Regions from separate parts of the Mus musculus genome. Here regions 1, 2, 3, 4, 5 and 7 are each linked to region 6. The links are chromatin contacts, called in public Hi-C, HiChIP or PLAC-seq and promoter capture Hi-C maps. All regions are on one chromosome and are shown on one strand. The core of a region is the stretch at or near the end of the contact, and the rest is flanking DNA. Distances in the headings are between cores, read along the strand shown.

Region 1 (2,926 bases), core at 247-2,746, 440 kb before region 6:
TTTAAGAAGATACAGCACCATTAAACATCAGTTATGAGTTAAACAGAAAAGGGAGAGCAAGCATTTCATGTTTGTGAGTATAAAATGAAATAATGAATAAAGGGTGAAGAGAGAGAGAGAGAGCTAGAGATGTAGGCAGGACTGGATCCCCAGCACCAAACACAAGGAAAAGAAAAAGAAAGTAGGTACTTAGTCTGTTAAGAGGCTCCTTAGTTTTCAAAGAATTTCACAGTTCATAGACTAAAACCTAAACACTGTCAGCAAAATCACAAGCTATTAAAATTCATAAAAAATAAAAACATAGCAAAGGTGAGTGTGAAAAATCATGGAAGAAAATACAAAGTGTGAGTCAAAAAATGAAAAAACATGAGCCCAAAAATTTAACATGTGGAAATACGATAGATACAACACACACTCCACCACATGCTCACAAAAATATGGACTAATTAATATAGCTATGATAGCCATCTTACAAATAAAAACGTACAGGCAGAAGAAATACAGTAGGAATCTGATATAAAACAAAAGAACTACAAAGATTTCCTGAAACCATAACTAATTTTTCTTTATATTACGTTGCACTCCAATGAGAGGAGAAAATTTGTACGAACACGAATCTAGAAGCCTGAGAAATTTCGAGAATAACACGAATGAAAATCGGCAAGGGACACTGAGGGGTGAGTAAGGCTGCCAAAGGGAAGGTATTGCCAGATGCAACTCTTGAATACGGAAGGTGTACCAAAAGCACTTAAAGGAGAGCCAGACCACAAGCGAGACGTACAGAACTACAAAACGGATTCCACAGACGAGGGAAAGGGCCCGTTCGTGACCAATCAGTTGCCACTGGTTTCCGAAAGGCAGCACATCTGTGGCTGCTCAGCCCCACCCCGCGGCACCAGCTCCTTCGGAAAGAGGATCTCCCACTGCCAAGCGCTCCACTCAAGCGGAGAACCATCCCATCCCACTCGGCCCTGGTCCCGCGCGGCTCAGAACGGACTCTCCCCGAACCTCACCGAACGCTGCAGCTCCCCAAGCCAAAACGAGGCGCGCTCCTTTCCGCTGGGATCCGGGTCGTGGTAAAGCGCTTGCACCGCCTGGTACACGAGCTGCAAGGTTGGCTTGGCTCCCTCCATGCTGGCGGGAGCGGCGGCGATGACAGCAAAGAGCCCGATACTCCTCCCTAGGCTTCCGCTTGCTCTGCCTTCAAGCGTCCTCACTGTCTCGGCCACAGCCGCTCCCTGACTGGCGCCATCTCCTCCTTTCTGGCCGTTACCAGGGAAGGGGGGTTCCTCGTGGAAGTTGCCCCCTCGGAAACAGCGGAGAGGTCGCTTTCAGGTTCCTGCCTCCTTTTTGTCTTGTCTTCCCGCCAGAATCGCAGACTCTCGAGTCCGGACACGGGTTCTGGCTTCTGCACCTCCCGCCTTGCTCGCAGAGGCCTACCTCCGCATGACACGAACCACGCAGCGAGCCGAAGCAGGGCTTCCCCGGGCCGGAAGTGGCCGTCCGTAGACTTTGGCACACTTCCGCCTGGTGCACCACAAACTGCCTCCTTCCCGGCACGCCTCCTCTTGTTTCCCCCGCCTCCTCCCGGAAGTGACCCTGCCGGACTAGGAGAACCAAGGGGAAGTAGGCACAAGGTAGTCAGTCTCCTAGGTGCGTAAGTCTTTATTTGAGCTTCAAGTCTGGCTACTCTTAACGTTCCTGACCAAATCTTATCTCGTCAGCAAGGAATCCAAAGTCTTTCCTCCCGGTTCCTACTTCTTCACCCGTCTCCAAGGAGTGTTTAAGAAACATCAGTTCAGCCGGGCGTGGTGGCGCACGCCTTTAATCCCAGCACTCGGGAGGCAGAGGCAGGCGGATTTTTGAGTTCGAGGCCAGCCTGGTCTACAGAGTTCCAGAACAGCCAGGGCTACACAGAGAAACCCTGTCTCAAAAAAAAAAAAAAAAAGAAAGAAAGAGAGAGAGAGAGAGAGAAAGAAAGAAAGGAAGAGAGCCTGTAATCTCAGCTCTTGGAAGTTAGCCACAACACCATCAGGAGGAATTCAAGACCAGCCTCTAATACGTGGAACTCTGTCTCTTTAAAAAAAAAAACCAAAAAAAAAAAAAAAAAAAACAGCCAAGCGGTGATGGCAGACAGGTTTAATCCCAGCACTCTGGAGTCAGAGGCAGGCCTAACTCTTGAGTTTGGACCAGCCTAGTCTACAGAGCAAGTTCCTGGACAGCCAGGAATACACAAAGAGACCTTGTCTCAGAAAATAATTAACAAATAAATAAATAAATGACAAACAAAATCAACTGTCTAGCAATCCTCAGTTAACATGCCAGTTTCCCAATATTGCTGCTTCACTAAAAATAACTGTTAGTATCTAATGAAGGCTGACCATGTGTAATGTAATGTAATGTAGTGAAAGATTAACAACCTTCCAAAATAAGTCCTTTTTTAATGAAATAGTTTTGGTTTGCTTATTTGTTTGTTTGTTTGTTTGTTTGTTTCGAGACAGGGTTTCTCTGTGTAGAGGGCCCTGGCTGTTCTGGAACTCACTCTGTAGACCAGGCTGGCCTCGAACTCAGAAATCCGACTGCCTCTGCCTCCCGAGTGCTGGGATTAAAGGCGTGCGCCACCACGCCCAGCTCTAATGAAATAGTTTTAAAGACTTATTTTTATGTGTATGAGTGTTTTGCCTACATATTTATGCATGTGCAACTTGGTCCTGGAGGAGTTACCGTGTGAGCTGCTATATAGATCCTGAGAATTGAGTGTGGGTTCTCTACAAGATCAGTGAGTGTGTCAACTCTCCAGCTCCTAAACCTCATTTTAAAAGATGAGAATTTAAAGCTGTTCATGCTGGACCATATTTATAATCCCAGCACTTGGGAGGCAGAGACAGGAGGGTTGCTGCATATTTGAGGCCAGCCTGGGGTTCTT
Region 2 (2,717 bases), core at 171-2,670, 270 kb after region 6:
AGTTCCAGGACAGCCAGGACTACACAGAGAAACCTTGTCTTGAAAAAACAAACAGAGAGAGAGAGAGAGAGAGAGAGAAAGAGAGAGAAAGAGAAAGAGAAGAGAAGCGAAGCGAAAAGAAAAGAAAAGAAAAGAAAAGAAAAGAAAAGAAAAGAAAAACCAGATCTGGTGGCTGGTGATGCGCATGTGTAATCCCATCATGGAGGAGGCTGAGGTTCAAAGGCCTGAGGCTTAAGGAATTAAAAACTAGTCTCTGCAACCTAGTTCAAAATCAGCCTGTGTTACATGCTTCTTTGTGTCAAAGACAAATAAAACAAATAAAAATCAAAAGAGCCAGGCATGACACTCCAAGCTATTCAGGAAGATTCAAATTCAAGGGCTGCCTGGGATACAGATACAGAGACAGTTCAAGGCAAGCTTGGGCCAGTTAATGATGCCCTATTTCAAAATAAAAAGTAAAAAATGGGCTGGGGACTTTTCTCAGTTGTTGAGAACTTCCCGATAGGCAAACACATAGATACATAAGTAAAACAAACTGGAAGTAGACTGGTGGCCTGTAATCCCAGCAGTTAGGAGGTGGGGGAGCAGGGGAGCAGGAGTCCAAGATCATCCTCTGCCATTTAACTCGTTTGAGGCCAGCCTGAGCTACATGAGACCCTGTCTCAACACAAGCTAAGACAGACAAACAAAAACAAACAAAGCCCCAAAAGAAAAATAAATAAGTAAACAAATGAAAAGCAAGGTTTGAGGAAATGGAAATGGTACACTAGTCCTAAGAGAGATCTTCCCAGTGTGACCATAAATATGTACAAGTATTATGTGCCCGAGAAAAATAAATCCCAAGCCGTTTCGTTTATACCTTCATTGTTGATGTCTCCTTGCCTCAGAAGTAGCATGGAGACTGCGAAGCCCTTCCCTAAATTACCTGCTAACATTCCCTCGGGCCTGCTCCCCTGCCACCTCAGACCCTCTAGATGGTCCTTGTTTTCTGGAAAGACACCTGGGCCCCAGGCCTGCCTCCTCCCCTGGGAGACTGGTTTTCAGGGGAGTGATTCTCTGCCTTCCTTGGAGGCTCTGTTCCCCAAAGGCGTGGCTTGGATTTTGATTTCCTGAGAGGGAAGTCTTCTGGGATGGAAGGATTTTACAGTGAGGAGGGATTCCAACACATCTGGGTGGCCTGGGCTTCATTTGGCCGGGGGCATTGCCCAGTGCCTTTGGTGAGGGATAACCTCCCAAACTTCTTACCCAAAAGCTTCTGAAACACTCGAGGGAGAGGGGTGCTCAGGACCCCAGGCAAAGCTGGTATTGGTTCCCCATAATTATCAGCCAGTTAAAACTCCTGCCTGCCCCATATCCCCTTGTGTCTGTGGTTTTCTGTTACACTTCTGATTTCTACTGCAAATCCTCGTAGGGAGGAGCGAGGGCTGCAGTGGTTGCTGTGAATTCCTGTCTCCAGGGCAGGAGGGGCAAGGCAAGGTCTCCAGGGCACAGTTTACCCCAGTCCCACCTCCCCTTTGACTTCTTTTACTGCTCTTGGAGTGACTCGCTTCCTCCTGAGGTCCTGGAGTGGCCATGCTCCTCGCTTAGCCTTGGGAGCATTGTGTGACATTCATCTGCATGTCTGCCACACCCTTACAAGGCCAACAAACTGGAGGAAGTGTTTTAAAAACTATTTCAGAGGGACTCCAAGATGGCCCTCCAAACTTACCAGACCAAGGGCATGCATGGCCCTACTTTACAGAGCCTTTGTCCTTCCTTCCTAACCCTGAGACAGAGAAAAAAATCACTGCTGGGGGAAAGCCAGACTCTGAAAGAAAAACAGCTGAGTGTGATACTTTCCCTGTAAGCCCAGCACTTGAGCTGAGGTAGGAGGATCACCATGGGCTACCCTGGGCTACAAAGTGAATTCTGGGCTTGTCTGGACTACAGAGTGAAATCCAGTCTCAAAAGCAACACAATACAAAAACACAGACAGACAGACAATACAAAAAAACAGACAGACAGACAAACAACAACAACAAACCCAACTACAACTGCTTTTAATTTTTTCTTTTCTTTCTTATTTTAAATTTCTATTTATTTATTTATTTATTTTGTTTTTTTCAAGACAGGGTTTCTCTGTGTAGCCTTGGTTGTCCTAGAAGTCACTCTGTAGACCAGGCTGGCCCCAAACTCACAGATATCTGCCTGCCTCTGCATCCCAAGTGTAAGATTACACTACCACACTCGGCTAAATATATATAGTTTCCCCCGCCTTCCCTCGTCTCCTATGCAGTGCTGGAGTTTCCAGTGCTTGAGGAATTCAACTCAGTAGCATTTGTTCCCACTCCCGCTCTCTTCCCTCACTGTGGGACTGACTCTGCCTTTGACAGGTAAATGCATTTCCTTGATAGTTCCCTTCTCTGAGAAGTCTGCCCCTGACTGTATGATAGAGCTCTCCCCTTGCCCGAAATTCACCCAGGTGGGACAATTTTATGTCTAAGTCGTACATAGCTGTGTCTTTGTTTATCATTGATAGGGACTCTTTCCAATTAGCGTTCAAGGATTTGCTTCCCAATGATGATCAATAAGTAAGTCAAGGAGGGCTGGGGATGTGGCTCAGTTGGTGGAGCATTTGAGCATGCTTAAAGCTCTGGGTTTTTATTGCCAGAAAGATATAAAGTCAGGTATGGTAGCAAATTCTTGACATCCCAGCACTCCAGAGAGCCAAAGCTCAA
Region 3 (2,700 bases), core at 120-2,619, 350 kb before region 6:
CACACAACACGCGGTTTGCTTTTATCTGTCCAAGCTTCGACACACCTTTTTGTGTCCACCTGGATTTCACGTCCCCACTGTCTCTAAAATCTCATCCTCCTCGTTTCTCCCGCCATGACACCTTCTGGTGCTCAACTTCTTCCAATTACATAATAGTTATTCATGCAGTTATTGTATTTCCACACTGGATTTTGAATCCTATTGAAACAAAATACCAGGGCTAGAGATATGGCTCAGTTATTAAGAGCACTTGTTGCTCTTACAGAGGACCAAAGTTCAGTTCCCAGCACTGACTTAAGGAGCTCACAAATCCCGGTAACTCCAGTTCCTGGGGATCTGACATCCTTTTCTGGCTTCCATCAGCACCTGTGTGCACAGTGGTACACACACACACACACACACACACACACACACTCACACACACACACATTTTAAAAGAATCTTTTAAAGGAGTGAAAGTACCACATTTTAGTGAGCCCCCTTATCAGCCATCTCCGTGTAAGTCATTTGCATGCACTAACAGATTCTTATTTGATCAATGCCTTACGCTGCAGTTTTCCCACTCAACGTTACAAAAAGTGTAGCTTGGGGAATCACGCTATTGATGGCAAAATCAGACTCCTCCCCAGGTTAAAATCGTACTTGTGTAGCTAGTACAATGTACACCACATTGTACTTGGGAGTCAATCTGTGCATATCCTATTAACATGCCAAACACAAAACAAAACAAAATTAAAAACAAAAAACCGGTGTCTCCACGTAAACAAACGTTCTGAGAGGGTTTGGATAGAGAGGTTGGACGGTAATGAGAGAAAAGGATGGTTTGAGAATTCCACTGTTAGGTTATGAGGCTTTTAAAACGAGCATTTAAAGTATTTGATTGCTAAGCAGGGGTATTTATTCTTCTCTTTCTGGTTGTTAGTACCTGTCATTTGTCACTCTGATTTTATTGTCTTGATCCCTGAGGATCAACCTTCTTTTCTATTCCCACAGCGTTTAACGAATTGCTCAACACACAAAGTGCGTACTTGTTGATTTTAACGTACGTGTGTTTGCGTGCGTGCACAGCAACTGGGCAGAGGACGTGGGTGTGGGATGCAGGAAACATTCCTTTTCCTCATTCTTTTTCCCTTAAGCAGCTGCAGCCTGCAGGCTTTCCGTCTAGGCGGGCAGAAGCAGAACCACTGACCCTTTAGCAAGTTGTCCCTCACAGAACAGGTGTCTCCCCCGCCTCTCGGAGGAGAGGGATGGCTGGCTGCTTAGTGACATGGGCCGCCGACCAATGAGAAGTCAGCCTCGGGCAGCCTCACCAATGGCCGTCCGGGGGGCGGGCCCGGTTTCCTGAGAGCCGGGCGGGCCAAGCTGGTCTGCGGCCGCGGTGGAGTCTCCGCTGCTCACGCTGCCCGCCGCGGCTTCAGCGGCGGCGCCGTTCCCTGGCCGCGCGGCTCCCCGACGCACGGTTCGGGCGGCTCCCGGCGCGGCGCGGCTGCCCCGGCGTTCGGGTCCCCGTGGCCCCGCGGCTCCCGCCCCGGGCTGCAGGGCGCACAGGTGGGCCGGTGGCCGCTGGGAGATAGGCCCCCCGGGGGCAGCGGCGGACCATGGCGCGGAGACCTGGCGTGCCGGCTGCCTACGGGGACGAGTTCTCCTTCGTCAGCCCGCTGGTGAAATACCTGCTCTTCTTCTTCAACATGCTCTTCTGGGTGAGATTCGGGGGGTCAGGGGGCACCCGGACTCTCGGGCATCTCTGGAGCGCCGAGGGGGCTGCCTGAGGCTGGGAGGTTTGGCCTGGGCTGCCCGGTGCCCAGGAGCGTGTCGAGTGGTGCTTCGTAGTTTTCTGAGCTGGTGACACTTGGGGGCATTTCTCCGGGGGAGGAAAACCACAGTGGCGCCGTGTCAAAAGGGGACGTTAAGAGGTGGGCAATCATCCTTGCTGCCAGGGATGAAGCTTTAGCAGGGATGAGGATCTGTGTCAGGCCATGAAATAAAAAGGGTTTGGGGAAAGAAAGAGCTGGCTGGACAGCCCCATGGGCATATTTCATGGTTAGGGACTTTCAGGCCTGGGGGCTGGAAGGCCCGACTGGCCATACGGGGCGCGGGGCGGGGGTGGAGGGAGAGAGAAGGAAGAGAAACCCCAAGCCTTCCTTCGCCCCAGTTCCTCAGGGGCTTGTGTCAAGGGACTATATCTGTCCCTTTTGCAGGCCTCGGGTGTCTGCTCCTGTCAGGGCTGAAAAGGGTTAAGAATGGTCTCCAGGTCCGATGTGTACCCCAGCATGGCCCTAAACTTTGCCCTACCTTCTTCAAGACCAGCTTCTCTACTTGGAGCTGACAGGCTTCAGATGATTCAAATAGGATTTTGTTGTTGTTGTTGTTGTTGTTGTTGGGCTGGAAGCTATGGCTCCTTTCAGAATCTTTTGTTTGGGGTGGAAAAGTGTAAACAATATTAACCCCGAGCTCCTGACACCTGGATTTCCGTCCCCTCTCTACCATCCTTATTGATTTGACTGATCTGGGTAAATATGTTCAAGTCCACAGGCCTGCCCTTCCTCCCAGCAAAAATCTAATGCAGTGTATTGGGGGATGGCAGGAGAGGGCTGAGAATTCAGGGGGAGGGGGAGCCCATTAGAGAATGCTAGCTGAGTCCTGTTTCATAGCCAGAGAGTGCGTGGGCCCCTCTGGATTTGATAACAAGGGGAAGTCCTT
Region 4 (2,700 bases), core at 66-2,565, 300 kb after region 6:
TTTATTTTTTTTTTTAAGGAAGGCCTCCAACACACACCCAGTTGGGAGTGGCATTCCATTTTTTTTTCAATCTCTTTTTTTTTTCCATTTTTTATTAGGTATTTAGCTCATTTACATTTCCAATGCTATACCAAAAGTCCCCCATACCCACCCACCCCCACTCCCCTACCCACCCACTCCCCCTTTTTGGCCCTGGCGATCCCCTGTACTGGGGCATATAAAGTTTGTGTGTCCAATGGGCCTCTCTTTCCAGTGATGGCCGACTAGGCCATCTTTTGATACATATGCAGCTAGAGTCAAGAGCTCCGGGGTACTGGTTAGTTCATATTGTTGTTCCACCTATAGGGTTGCAGATCCCTTTAGCTCCTTGGGTACTTTCTCTAGCTCCTCCATTGGGAGCCCTGTGATCCATCCATTAGCTGACTGTGAGCATCCACTTCTGTGTTTGCTAGGCCCCGGCATAGTCTCACTCTCTTTATTTTTATTTATTTATTTTTTAAAGAAGATGTCTTGGCTGGCCCGATACTTACTATGTAGCTCAAGCTGGCCCTGAACTTATGACAATCCTCCTGACTCAGCCTTCTGAGCTGGGATCACAGACATAATGCCCAGCCCCAGAGTCCACATTTTTTTTTTTTTTTGACCATTGTCGTAGACTAGCATTGTCAGCTGACATGTGAGCAGAAAATAATTGTGCCTTCATCATTGAAAGGAAATCCTATAGATTTCAGAACTGTGAGCTGCTTTGAAGTTGGGAGTGGTGCTGAGTCCCGAAGGGATGGTCACCAATGAAATAGGGAGTGGGACACAAAGGGACGTTTAAAAGTCACTAGATCAGCTGGGTGTGGTGGCGCATGTCTTTAATCCCAGCACTTGGGAGGCAGAGGCAGGCAGATTTCTGAGTTCGAGGCCAGCCTGGTCTACAGAGTGAGTTCCAGAGTGAGTCTACAGAGAAACCCTGTCTCAAAAAAAAAAAAAAAAAAAAAGTCACTAGATCAAAGCTCTGCTGAGTGTGTTTGGGAAGATCAGCCATCTCCTAAAAGCTGTTAAAACAAAACAGACAATCCCAGTACTGGGGATGCTGAGGCAGGAGGATTGAGAGTTCCTGGCTAACCACACCAGGATCCAGTGAGATCCTGCTGAAAAAAAAAAAAAAAAAAAAAAAAAAGAAAGAAAAAGAAAAGAAAAGAAGGCTGGAGAGATGACTCAGTGGGTATATAAAAGTTATCGCTGAGGCTTCCAGTCTTTGTAACCATTGTAACTATGACAACCTAGACAGAAAATGGGATGTGGCTTCTGCTAAGTTTGAGGTGACAACAGGATGTCCAGGTGGAAACATCCAGGAATCTGTGAGAAAGGGTGGTGAGCCATACAAGCCTGGGCTAGAACATGTGAGAACACAAAGAACAGAGCTCGTGAGAGGGTGCCAAGGTTTTCACTGGGAAGCCTCGGTGTGTTCTAGTCCTGTCTGTCACAAGGTCCCGGGCCTGCAGCCAGCAAGAAAGCCACAGCTAATGCTACCATTCACGTGGAGGCCAAGCCCCTCCCTAGCCATAGTTGAGATCCCAAAAACATCGTCTGAGCTCTGTTTTAAAAGGACCAGGCTGCATATTTTTCATAACAAACATTTTATAAGATATGTTGGTATGAAAGCTTTGGGCCACAGGTAATAGTAGCAACAAAGACACATCTTAGGAAAAATTGATCCAGGTCATTGGATGCAGAATCAGGGAGGGGGCCCACGTGAGAAATGGGACACTCATGTAGACTCAAACTAATTTGCCACAAATTACTCATAATCACAAAAGGGCAGATAATAACAGGGAAAAGAGATTAGACATCTTAACCAAGAGAACAAAATCTATGTCTCCCATTTGAGTACTATCCAGTGTGGACCCTGCTTAGCTTCTAAGATCAGAGCAGAGTAGGTGTGATCAGGGCAAGATGGTGACAGAACAAAGACTGTCTCATTAAAAGATACTATGTGTCTCTGTGTGTGGAATCTCATGCAGGCTATGTTGTTACTTATTGAATATTTCAGTCAACAATGTAATCTAGCTGGGCATGGAGGTTCACACCTTCACGTGATCGCAGCAAGAGAAAGGCAGAGGCAGGCGGAACCACTGTAGGTGCCAGACCACACAGAGCTAGATAGCAAGATTCTGTCTCAAAAACAGAACAAAGAAAACCAAAAGGACCAATGAGCTGGCTCAGCCAGTAAAAGGTGCTTGCTGCCCTGCCTGATGGCCTGCTTTTAATTCCTGGAACTCACAAGCTACGAGAGGACTAACTCTTATAAATAATCCTCTGATCTTATACCTGCACACACACAAATAAATAATTTTTTTAATTGACTACAACATCAGTGGTGAGCCAGGATTACATACTTGTCTGTAATCTCAGCATTTGGGAAGTGAGGAGCAGCAGGAAGGAGGCTCAGGGTCAGCCTTTGTTACATGTTGACTTTGACTCCCTGACACCTTGTCTCAAAAAAACAACAAAAGTGCTTGTTTGTCCAGCAGTGATGACACACATGGATCTCTCGGAGTTCCAGGCCACCCTGGTCTATAGAGTGAGTCCCAGGACAGCCAGGGGTCACAGAGAAACCCTGTTGAAGGGCTAGAGAGATGGTTCAGATGTGAAAAACAGCTGCTGCCTTTCCAGAGAACCTGAATTCTGTTCCCAGCACCAGGCTGGGTG
Region 5 (2,700 bases), core at 158-2,657, 350 kb after region 6:
GCTGGATTTGAATGCCTGATCTTTCTGCCACCATCCTCGGTTGGGGATTACAAGAGTGTGTCACCATGCTGAGTTTTATACTGTGGCAGGAGACTGTACCTTTGGTGCTAGACAAGTATTTTAAGCAACTGAGCTACCTTCATCCCCAGCTCCATGGGTTTTCTTTTTATCAGATGTCAAACATTTCAATAAACTGTATCATAATGCATAATGGATAAAAATACTTCTTTTCCTACAGAAACTGGGTGTGGAGACAAAAAACCAAAATTTCATGACGACATGAAATTTGCTCACTGAGATCAAAGGAGACTTCTGGTCTCAGCACTTTCTCCTTCTCCACCCCACTCCTTAAAAAAAAAAAAAATCCAACATGTGAGGTTCTCATGTGTGAAACATCAAGGGGGTCAGCAGTCCATCAGATTAGATCTTGAAAGGTTTTGTTTCCCTTGAGAAATTTATGTTTTTTTTCCTTATTTGGAAACAGCAATGTGTATCTGCATTTTCCCACTGTGCACTGCGCCTCCCCAACTTCAAAGCCAAATTTTCGGTTTAATTTTGAAACGATGGGAATTTCTGATATTTACATTTTAAAATCACATCGTCCGTTCCATTTTCTATCGTTAACTGTGTATATTGTAAGACAATTGAGGTGGATTGTTTGTGTGTGTGTGTGTGAGTAAAACATTTACTTGATCGTGTGTCATCTAAGAGAGTATCTTTTTCTATTGTTTTTTTCTTGGCAGGCATACACAAGCCGCGTGTTTAAATAAAGATCTTCACTGATGCCTGAAAGATTTTCTTATTGAAATTTTCACTTGTGTTTCTATGATTACTCTAATATCGAACAGTTTTCGGTATTTGCTAATCGGGTTTAAAGCTGTTTGCTCTTGACGTGGCTTTTGCAGGGGAAGGGTCCCGGCAGTGCCACCGTGAGACAAAACAAATGATGAAAGCCAGGAGTTTTTTAGATTTCATCTGACTCCTCCCCCTGCCCCCACCTCCCGTGAGCCCTTTGTGTGTGGCAACAGTCCGCAGACCGGGGCTCAGTTTGCAGAACTGCAGACAGATGTACCAACACCAAGTACATGCATTGTGTACCTATGATGTTTCTAAATGCAGTGCTTATGGGACAGAATTCCGGAGTATCGACCATGCTGAGGCAGCGACCCTGCTTGGGAGTCTCCTCTGGCGTAGCCTCCCCGCTCGGTCTTCGACTATCTGGTCTGAGCCCCCAGCATCCCGGAGAAGCGGGCGAGCTCCGGGAATCGATGCGCTCTCTGAGCGTCTGCTTACGCCTTTTCTCCCCCCATCTCTTTTAGCTATAGCTATGGTTACCACGTCTCTCCCCGCCTCCCTCCACCTGCCAAGAAAGAGACTGCCCATTGGTCCACTGTCACCAAGGCGGCCAGCCATTGGTTGCTGGAGAGCCCGGCGCTACCCCGGCCCCCGTCTCCCGGGTCTCTTGAGGAGCCCGGGAAGGAGGCTCGGCTCGCGCTGCCGGGGCAGGGGCTTGCCGGGACCGGGCTGCGGCAATCGTTAGCGGGCCATGTCGGCTGCCCAGGGCTGGGACCGGAACCGCCGGCGGGGAGGAGGCGCGGCCGGCGGGGCCAGCGGGGTTAGCGGGGCCGGCGCGGCCGGCGGGGGTCGGGGCACCGGACAGCTCAACCGATTCGTGCAGCTCTCGGGACGGCCGCACCTGCCAGGTGAGTGGTGGGGCCGCTGCCGGCGAGAAGGTGGCGGTCGCCGGGCTCTGCTGCCCCTCGGACACACAGCCGAGGGAGGACAGGGAAGCAGAGCAGCAGGAAGGTGGCGTTGAGGTCAGGAGGGGAACCGGAGCACGCCGAAGAGAAGTCTCGCTGTGTCGACAGCTCGGGGAGGAGAGTTGTATTTTCCTCCCGACCGAGAGGCCGCTGTCTCTTTGACATTCCCAAATGTTTCGCTTGCCCGGTTCTTAATCTTTTCCTCTTCCGCGGATGGATGTTGTGAAAGAAAGACATTGGTGTTTAACTGTGGAAAATTATTTCAAAAGGAGTGCCAAATTAAGGAGAGGAGAGCAATATAGAAGTGATTTTGTTTGAAAGGAAAAAAAAAAAGCCAACCAACTGTGTCAGAGTTGGATATTTTGAAATGGAATGAGCATGTGAAAGTGTGTGTGTGTATGTATGTATGTGTGTGTGTGTTGGCTAGGGAGTATATGGGAAAGAAAATAAAAAAGATTAAGGGAAATGGTTGAATCAGTAATATTTGGGGATGTACAGAGACAGAATGGGTAATGGTGACTAGATTTTAAAAGGGGGAAATGAAGATCATGAATATAAAGAAACGAAAGGATGTGATCCCGGTATCAAAACTGAAAATTGGAAAAATATACCTACTGCTAAAAATTTCATGGTCTTTGAGTTCACATGTTTTAAAAAAAACAAAACAAAGTCATGTAGGTATGTGTGTAAACAGTTGTAAAAAGCGTACGTTTACAAATTTTCAGTCTGTTAAAAGGTAGAGAATTAAATCATGCACAGAATGCTAAATCATTTTATTGGGCAGTCGTGTTTTTTTTTTTTTTTCACCGTGAAGAGAATTGTCAGGAATGATGTACTAGACCTTCGCCATGTTTTTTTGTGTATGTGTGACTAGTGTTAAGTTGATTGTATCAGTGGTATATTTGTTTAGATGTTTTGAGAACCTGATTGTTTCTGAATT
Region 6 (2,819 bases), core at 119-2,618:
TTGAGGCAAAGAGGAAAGAGCAGACATTATTCCTACAGGGATGGGTAGTGACAGTGATATCGGTTTGATTTAGAAAACATTAAGGGTGCCAGGCAGTGGTGGCGCACGCCTTTGATCCAAGCACTGGGGAGGCAGAAGCACGCAGATTTCTGAGTTTGAGGCCAGCCTGGTCTACAGAGTTCTTGGACAGCCAAGCCAGGGCTACACAGAGAAACCGTCTCTAAAAACCAAAAAAAAGGAAAAAGAAAAAAAAAGAAAGGAAGGAAGTAAGGAAGGAAGGAAGAGAAAAGAAACCGTTAAGGGAAAAAGGCATTCAGTTAAGCTGGGCAGTGGTGGCACACGCCTTTAATCCCAGCACTGGGGAGGTAGAGGCAGATGATCTCTGGGTTGGAGGTCAGCTTGGTCTGCAGAGTGAGTTCCAGGACAGCCTGGTCTACACAGAGAAATCCTGTCTTGGACTAAAAAAAAAAAAAAAAAAAAACTACATAAGACAAAGGTATCCAATTAAAAAAATGTTTGCTTATTTGTTAAGCTGTTTTCTGACACCATGTGGGGCATTTATCTAGTGCACATTAAATCTCCCAGAAGTGTTAAAAATGCAGATTCTAGGTTTCAGTTGGAGCTGGGACTCCCGGTGGTTCTGATGGGGGCTCCTGATGACATAACAAAAGCAACCCAAACTACCCCATGTCCCCAACCTTTCATTTTCCCACTGTCTGCTCACTTGTTAGGCATACTAGGATACCCTATTGCTTCATCTAAGCGCCGAGAAAGCAAGGGCAAGAACTTACTTTTTTATTTTTATTAAATAGAGCCTTGGTTTGCTAACAGGTGCACTTCGGAGCACCCATAACAGCATCCAGTACGGAAAGGGGCCCTTTAGAAATGTTGGTCTAAGGAACGAGAGAATAAATTACCATATTGCTTTGTACCAAAGTTCCCCGTTTACAGATCTGGTTGGGGCTTTGAAACAGAGAAACAAAGCGCATTTCAGAGAGGGGTCGAGGCGACTACGCAAAGGCGCGCCGAGTAAAATGTGGGGGAGCCGCTTTGGAGCGGAGGTCTCAGTTCCCCGCGCTCGGCTCCGAGCGGAGGGCTCCTTCGGATTAGCAACCATCTTGGGCGGCATGAACCACTTCGCCGCCGCGTCCGCGACTTGCTCAGCCGGTTGCCCTCCTGGTCCGGGCCCCGGCCAGCGCTGCCGAGCCGCACCAGAGGCCGACGAGGCGGCCGGGGGTCTCAGAGAGCGCCGCCGAGAGCCCCCTCCCCGGAGCCGCAGAGCCGTGCTGGCCTCGCCATCATGGCGGTCTCCGGGCGGGGAAGCCGAGCCGTGCGTCGCGTGCGTGCCTCCTCCCTCCCCTCCCCCTCCTCGGCGGCGGCGGCGGCGGCAGAGGCGGCAGCGCTCGCCATTGCCGCTGGTGGCAGGAGGCTGCGAGGAGCCGGCGCGGTCGCAGTCTCCACGGCGCAGGCCCACGGTAGCGCAGCCGCTCTGAGGTGAGTGCCCTACCGCGCAATCTCCAGCTATTTCAGCCCCGGCGCAGCCGCAACACGCCGCCCGCCCGCCGGCCGGCCGGCCCGCCCCGCAGCCGGCACCCTGCCGCCCCCGGCTCGGGGCCTGGGCCCCCGCCGGATTCGGCCTGCCTGGGGCGGGGGGCCCGGGCCCGGGCCCGGCCCAGCCAAACCGCCACCCCGAGGATGCGCAGGCCGCACTAGGCCCCGGGCGTCCTGGCGGGCTCGGTAGGGAGGCGGCTGCCCTCCCGAGAGCCCCAGGGTTCCGGCCTCCCCTACCGCCTCGGGTTCTCCCGGCCGCGGCCTCCTCCGCGCCGTGGAACCCCGGGCCTGGTCTTCCTTCTGCGGGCTCGGGAGCCGGCGGCCCGGGAGAGCGCGCCGGGCCCGGGAGCGGGAGGTGGGTGGGCTGCGCGGGACCGGAGCGGCGGCTCGGCGCTCGCCCCCTCGGCTCTTCCCGGCTCTGGCCCGCCGGTGGCTCGGTGCGGCCGGGCGGGGCGCGGGAGTGGCTGTCTCTGGCGGGAGAGGAGGCTGGTGGTTCGGCCGGGCGACCTCCGAAGCTTCCCTCCCGCCGGGGTGGCGTGGGATGGTTACCCAGGTGGACTGGGGGGCGCTGAATATGGCGCGCTGCCCACCTTCTTGCAAGTTGTGAGGAGGCGCCTAGGCGGCAGTTCGAGGAGGAGGAGGAGGGCGCAAAGTCCTTTTGTACGCAGAAATAAGGAGCGACATTGTGTTTTTCCTCTCCGGCGGAGATACCCACCGAGGGGCCTGGGTTCTTCCTGGGACTGGCGTGGTGGTCTCCGGGGGACAGGAGGGGGAGGTGGCGCACCCCTTAAGAAGGAACGGAGCCTTTGCCTCGGATAAAACAGGGGGTCTGGGGTGGTCTTGTGCTTGATTCTCTCCCACATCTCCCAGGCTTTCGTGGATTCGTGGGTTTGCCATTGCATGTTCTGTAGTGATGTCCACTGTTTCTCACCTGTTGTGTCGTTGCTGCTGGCCCCAAACTTTGTTCGGTGCATCTGACTACCCACCAGAACTTGAAAATGTTAAACATACATTAATGTTGTTAGAGCTTCAAAGGCTATCTGCTCTGACCAGTTGGAGGAGCTGTTAGCAGGTCATCCCCATCTTCCCTGCCATTAAAGTATCTTGTACTGATGATGGCTTATGTTAGAGTTGGTATCGGTTGGGCCGATTTTTTTTTTTTTTTAAGTAGGCAAAGCAAAACTTCCATTTTAGTGTTTAAATCTCCATTTATTGGAGAAAGTTGGTGGGAGTGAACCTGTCAGTTGGGACAGTGCTCTGTAGGAGAA
Region 7 (2,925 bases), core at 142-2,641, 310 kb before region 6:
ATTCCCAAGACAGGGGATCCGGGACTGTGTTAAGTACAGAGAAGGTGCTGAGTACCAGTAAGCATGCATGTATTCATTTCTCTCTGCTCTTGATTGTGGATGCAACCAGCTAAGGTCCCTGTCTAAGGTTTTCCACAATGATGGACTATGACCTAGAATTGTGAGTCCAGAATACATCCTTTTAGCCTTATAGTTGCTATGTCAGGATATTTTATCACACCAACAAGAATAAAATTAAAACACAAAATGAGCCCCCAAATTGAATTAGATTCCTCACATAGTTCTGGAGACTTGGGTACCAATTAAGCATGTATCTGAAGTGTAGGAGTCAATTTGCTCTTAAACAACAGAGATAACAGAAACGATCTATATCTGGCTGACTGTGAGCTATTCTTACAGAAACAAGAAATGAAAAGCTATGCTATTGAGTTGTCCGTCAACAAGGAAAAGTTACTCAAGGTTCATTCAGTCCAGTCTCCTAGCCGTTGAGGGAGACTTGCTTAGGGGAGCTGTGACTTAAAGAAGCTGCAAGAAAGAAAGAACTGACGGAAGGAAGGAAGGAAGGAAGGAAGGAAGGAAGAAAGAAAGAAAGAAAGAAAGAAAGAAAGAAAGAAAGAAAGAAAGAGAGAAAGAAAGAAGAACTGAGTGGAGAAGGGAACGACAGAAACTTCATGAGGCAGCTGGGCCACAGGTATTCATCCAAGATGGACTAGTTTCCTGCGGACAAACCCGAAGGTGCATCAGGGACAGTTGATGGAAATCACAGTCCATCCAGCCCTGACATACCTGAGCGATAAAGGCTTGGTGTTGACATGTTCTCAGGATAGACATCTGTCCCCACAGGTAACAGCAGCTACTCTGAGTGACTCCGAGGTTATTTCCCCATATATATCTCGAGCAGGAAGAATTTAAAGAAGCAAAACCCCCAAACTCCGGTTCTTCTCCACCAGGGTTCTAGGTAAAGTTGAGAAAGATCTAACTAACAAAAAGCAAGAAAAGATTGGTAGGGCTGGGGAATTGGGCAGGAATGGAGTGAAAACTCTTGCCTGCTTTAGGCATCCCCCTGCCACCCTAAACTGAGAGAAATGTCCTCTCCTAAAAGTCACGTCAAACAACCTTAGGACCAACTAAAGATTCAGTCAAGTGCCTCTGGGACACAACTTGCACGCATCCCCCCCCCCCCCCCCCCCCGCGAGGGTCTTCTGTAGGGTGAAGGTTCCCGAATACCCCCACCCCAGCCCCTTCGGGCATTTAGGCCGCCAAAGCTGGGGCTCCTCCTCTCCAGCGTCTGACTCTCCCCTTGCTTTTCTTCGCTCGGGCCCTCCCCCAGCCTCCGCGGATGGGGGGGCCGGGCTTGGCTCCGCGAGGCCCGTGCATTCCAGAGAGCAGGGCCAGCTAGAGCAACAAAGGAGCCCGGTAGTCGGCAGGGAGAGCTCAGGGGGCTGCGGCGCGCTCGCGCGGAGGTGGCTGCTGGGCCGCGGGCTGGCGTGGGGGCGGAGCCGGGGACCCACTCCCGCACCCCCCCCCCCCCCCCGGCCGGCGCCTGGCCTCCATCGAGGGGCTGGGAGTCGGTTTTAATGGTGGGAGAGGGAATGGGGCTGGAGATCGGGGCCCCGGAGGGTTCCCAGGGTTGAAGACAGCTTCGATCTCCAGGCCAGGGAGTCCGGGGTCTGTGCATCCTGGCCCGGGCCTGCGCTGCTCAACATGGGGCCCGGGTTCCAAAGTTTGCAAAGTTGGGAGTCGAGGGGCCCGGACGCGCGCGGCGCCTGGCGAAAGCTGGCCCCAGACTTTCGGGGCGCACCGGTCGCCTAAGTAGCCTCCGCGGCCCCCGGGGTCGTGTGTGTGGCCAGGGGACTCCGGGGAGCTCCGGGGCGCCTCAGCTTTTGCTGAGTTGGCTGTTTGGCCATGGCCGCTGGCCGCCCCGTGCGTGGGCCCGAGCTGGCGCCCCGGAGGCTGCTGCAGTTGCTGCTGCTGGTACTGCTGGGGGGCCCGGGCCGGGGGGCGGCCTTGAGCGGGAACGTGACCGGGCCTGGGCCTCACAGCGCCAGCGGGAGCTCGAGGAGGGACGTGCCGGTGACCAGCCCTCCGCCGCCGCTGCTGAGCCACTGCGGCCGGGCCGCCCACTGCGAGCCTTTGCGCTACAACGTGTGCCTGGGCTCGGCGCTGCCCTACGGAGCCACCACCACGCTGCTGGCTGGGGACTCGGACTCGCAGGAGGAAGCGCACGGCAAGCTCGTGCTCTGGTCCGGTAAGCGCGCGGGAGTCGGGATTGCGACGCGGAGGTGATGGGACCGGCCACTGACGGAAAGAAAAGGCTCAGGCCTCAAACTGTTGGGCGGGCGCGGCTTGCACCCGGAATAGTTGGAGAAACGAGTCCGGAACTTTTGGGACAGGTTGCGTGCGGGAAGGAGACTCTGCGTGTTGGAGAAGGGGTCGGGGCAAGAGACCAGGGAAGCCAGTCGGTCACAAAGAGCCCGAGTAAGGATGGGGTTAGGGGGATGCAAGGAGGGAGAAGAGATGTATTCGTGAAGCAACAGTCCATGGGGATTCTGGGCAGTGTTCAGACCTTGAGGCAATCTGAGTTGTAGAGAAGAAAGAGAGGATGAAGGTGGAAGACATTTAAGGATTTGGAGGGAAGGGGCGAGGAAAACTTGTACATTCTGAGAAGGAAAAAAAAAATGCCTCCTTGTAGTAACTAAAAAGCCAAACGAACCACCTGGTAATCTTGATTTAGATCAGCCCAGGGAACCAATGATTTTTGTCTTGTTTTTACCCGTTTAAGTTTCCTTATCTGAAAAATGGAAGCTCTGATCCACTCGGGTTAAGAAGGAGGGAGACGATTTAAACAGTTGTTTGTGGCTCTGTGGAAATGTGAAGCCTCACGCCAGTGTATGCTGTGGAGGAACATTAAGTCTGGGGTGTTGA

The links. Promoter capture Hi-C pulls out the DNA fragments that hold promoters and counts their contacts. Hi-C and Micro-C count contacts between places; a contact is called where the count stands out from the background. HiChIP or PLAC-seq counts read pairs in DNA pulled down with a chosen protein or histone mark. Capture Hi-C pulls out chosen DNA fragments and counts their contacts.
Region 1: a contact with region 6 is called in a promoter capture Hi-C map of hippocampal neurons, with 2.1 times the contacts expected there. The contact joins the promoter of Tnpo3 here to the promoter of Nrf1 in region 6. A contact is called at or near these places in 2 of 39 promoter capture datasets (hippocampal neurons and liver), 1 of 484 Hi-C or Micro-C datasets (CD4 T cells) and 1 of 115 datasets of contacts at active chromatin or transcription factors (astrocytes).
Region 2: an H3K27ac HiChIP or PLAC-seq map of trophoblast stem cells shows a contact between it and region 6, with 2.9 times the contacts expected there. The contact joins the enhancer-like site here to the promoter of Nrf1 in region 6. A contact is called at or near these places in 7 of 115 datasets of contacts at active chromatin or transcription factors (bone marrow-derived macrophages, extraembryonic endoderm stem cells, large pre-B cells and 4 more) and 2 of 9 other capture datasets (adipose tissue and liver).
Region 3: a promoter capture Hi-C map of liver shows a contact between it and region 6, with 2.8 times the contacts expected there. The contact joins the promoter of Tspan33 here to the promoter of Nrf1 in region 6. A contact is called at or near these places in 5 of 39 promoter capture datasets (the 3T3-L1 cell line, 3T3-L1-derived adipocytes, fetal liver and 2 more), 1 of 115 datasets of contacts at active chromatin or transcription factors (embryonic stem cells) and 1 of 9 other capture datasets (liver).
Region 4: a contact with region 6 is called in a Hi-C map of CD8 T cells, with 1.8 times the contacts expected there. The contact joins the enhancer-like site here to the promoter of Nrf1 in region 6. A contact is called at or near these places in 10 of 39 promoter capture datasets (the C10 cell line, the HPC-7 cell line, embryonic stem cells and 6 more), 2 of 15 datasets of contacts at CTCF or cohesin (large pre-B cells and pro-B cells), 9 of 484 Hi-C or Micro-C datasets (the Ba/F3 cell line, CD4 T cells, CD8 T cells and 4 more), 16 of 115 datasets of contacts at active chromatin or transcription factors (bone marrow-derived macrophages, effector CD8 T cells, embryonic stem cells and 10 more) and 3 of 9 other capture datasets (adipose tissue, liver and macrophages).
Region 5: a promoter capture Hi-C map of adipose tissue shows a contact between it and region 6, with 2.9 times the contacts expected there. The contact joins the promoter of Klhdc10 here to the promoter of Nrf1 in region 6. A contact is called at or near these places in 2 of 484 Hi-C or Micro-C datasets (CD4 T cells and natural killer cells), 3 of 115 datasets of contacts at active chromatin or transcription factors (bone marrow-derived macrophages, large pre-B cells and memory CD8 T cells) and 3 of 9 other capture datasets (adipose tissue, liver and pancreatic islet).
Region 7: a contact with region 6 is called in a promoter capture Hi-C map of liver. The contact joins the promoter of Smo here to the promoter of Nrf1 in region 6. A contact is called at or near these places in 2 of 484 Hi-C or Micro-C datasets (both in embryonic stem cells), 3 of 115 datasets of contacts at active chromatin or transcription factors (astrocytes, bone marrow-derived macrophages and pancreatic cancer cells) and 2 of 9 other capture datasets (adipose tissue and liver).

Annotation. Positions count from the first base shown.
Region 1 is chr6:29,608,353-29,611,278 of GRCm38.p6, forward strand. It overlaps Tnpo3 (transportin 3), which reads right to left and starts at 1,497. Exons shown (of 23, transcript NM_177296.5): 1 at 1,014-1,497. The coding sequence starts at 1,133.
Region 2 is chr6:30,319,666-30,322,382 of GRCm38.p6, forward strand. The region is part of intron 1 of 1700095J07Rik (RIKEN cDNA 1700095J07 gene); the gene reads left to right. Among named protein-coding and RNA genes, the nearest start is that of 1700095J07Rik, 16 kb to the left of the region's middle. Within about 2 kb of position 1,421, at least 40 of the 459 cell types and tissues checked have an H3K27ac peak or open chromatin away from gene starts, as enhancers often do. A contact at or near this core is called in trophoblast stem cells, where this site is marked.
Region 3 is chr6:29,692,845-29,695,544 of GRCm38.p6, forward strand. It overlaps Tspan33 (tetraspanin 33), which reads left to right and starts at 1,370. Exons shown (of 8, transcript NM_146173.3): 1 at 1,370-1,700. The coding sequence starts at 1,599.
Region 4 is chr6:30,345,511-30,348,210 of GRCm38.p6, forward strand. No RefSeq gene overlaps it. Among named protein-coding and RNA genes, the nearest start is that of 1700095J07Rik, 42 kb to the left of the region's middle. Within about 2 kb of position 1,316, at least 68 of the 459 cell types and tissues checked have an H3K27ac peak or open chromatin away from gene starts, as enhancers often do. A contact at or near this core is called in the Ba/F3 cell line, CD8 T cells, adipose tissue and 5 more, where this site is marked.
Region 5 is chr6:30,400,448-30,403,147 of GRCm38.p6, forward strand. Klhdc10 (kelch domain containing 10) reads left to right here and starts at 1,408. Exons shown (of 10, transcript NM_029742.3): 1 at 1,408-1,703. The coding sequence starts at 1,547.
Region 6 is chr6:30,046,620-30,049,438 of GRCm38.p6, forward strand. It overlaps Nrf1 (nuclear respiratory factor 1), which reads left to right and starts at 1,369. Exons shown (of 12, transcript NM_001164226.1): 1 at 1,369-1,494.
Region 7 is chr6:29,734,106-29,737,030 of GRCm38.p6, forward strand. Smo (smoothened, frizzled class receptor) reads left to right here and starts at 1,392. Exons shown (of 12, transcript NM_176996.4): 1 at 1,392-2,248. The coding sequence starts at 1,906.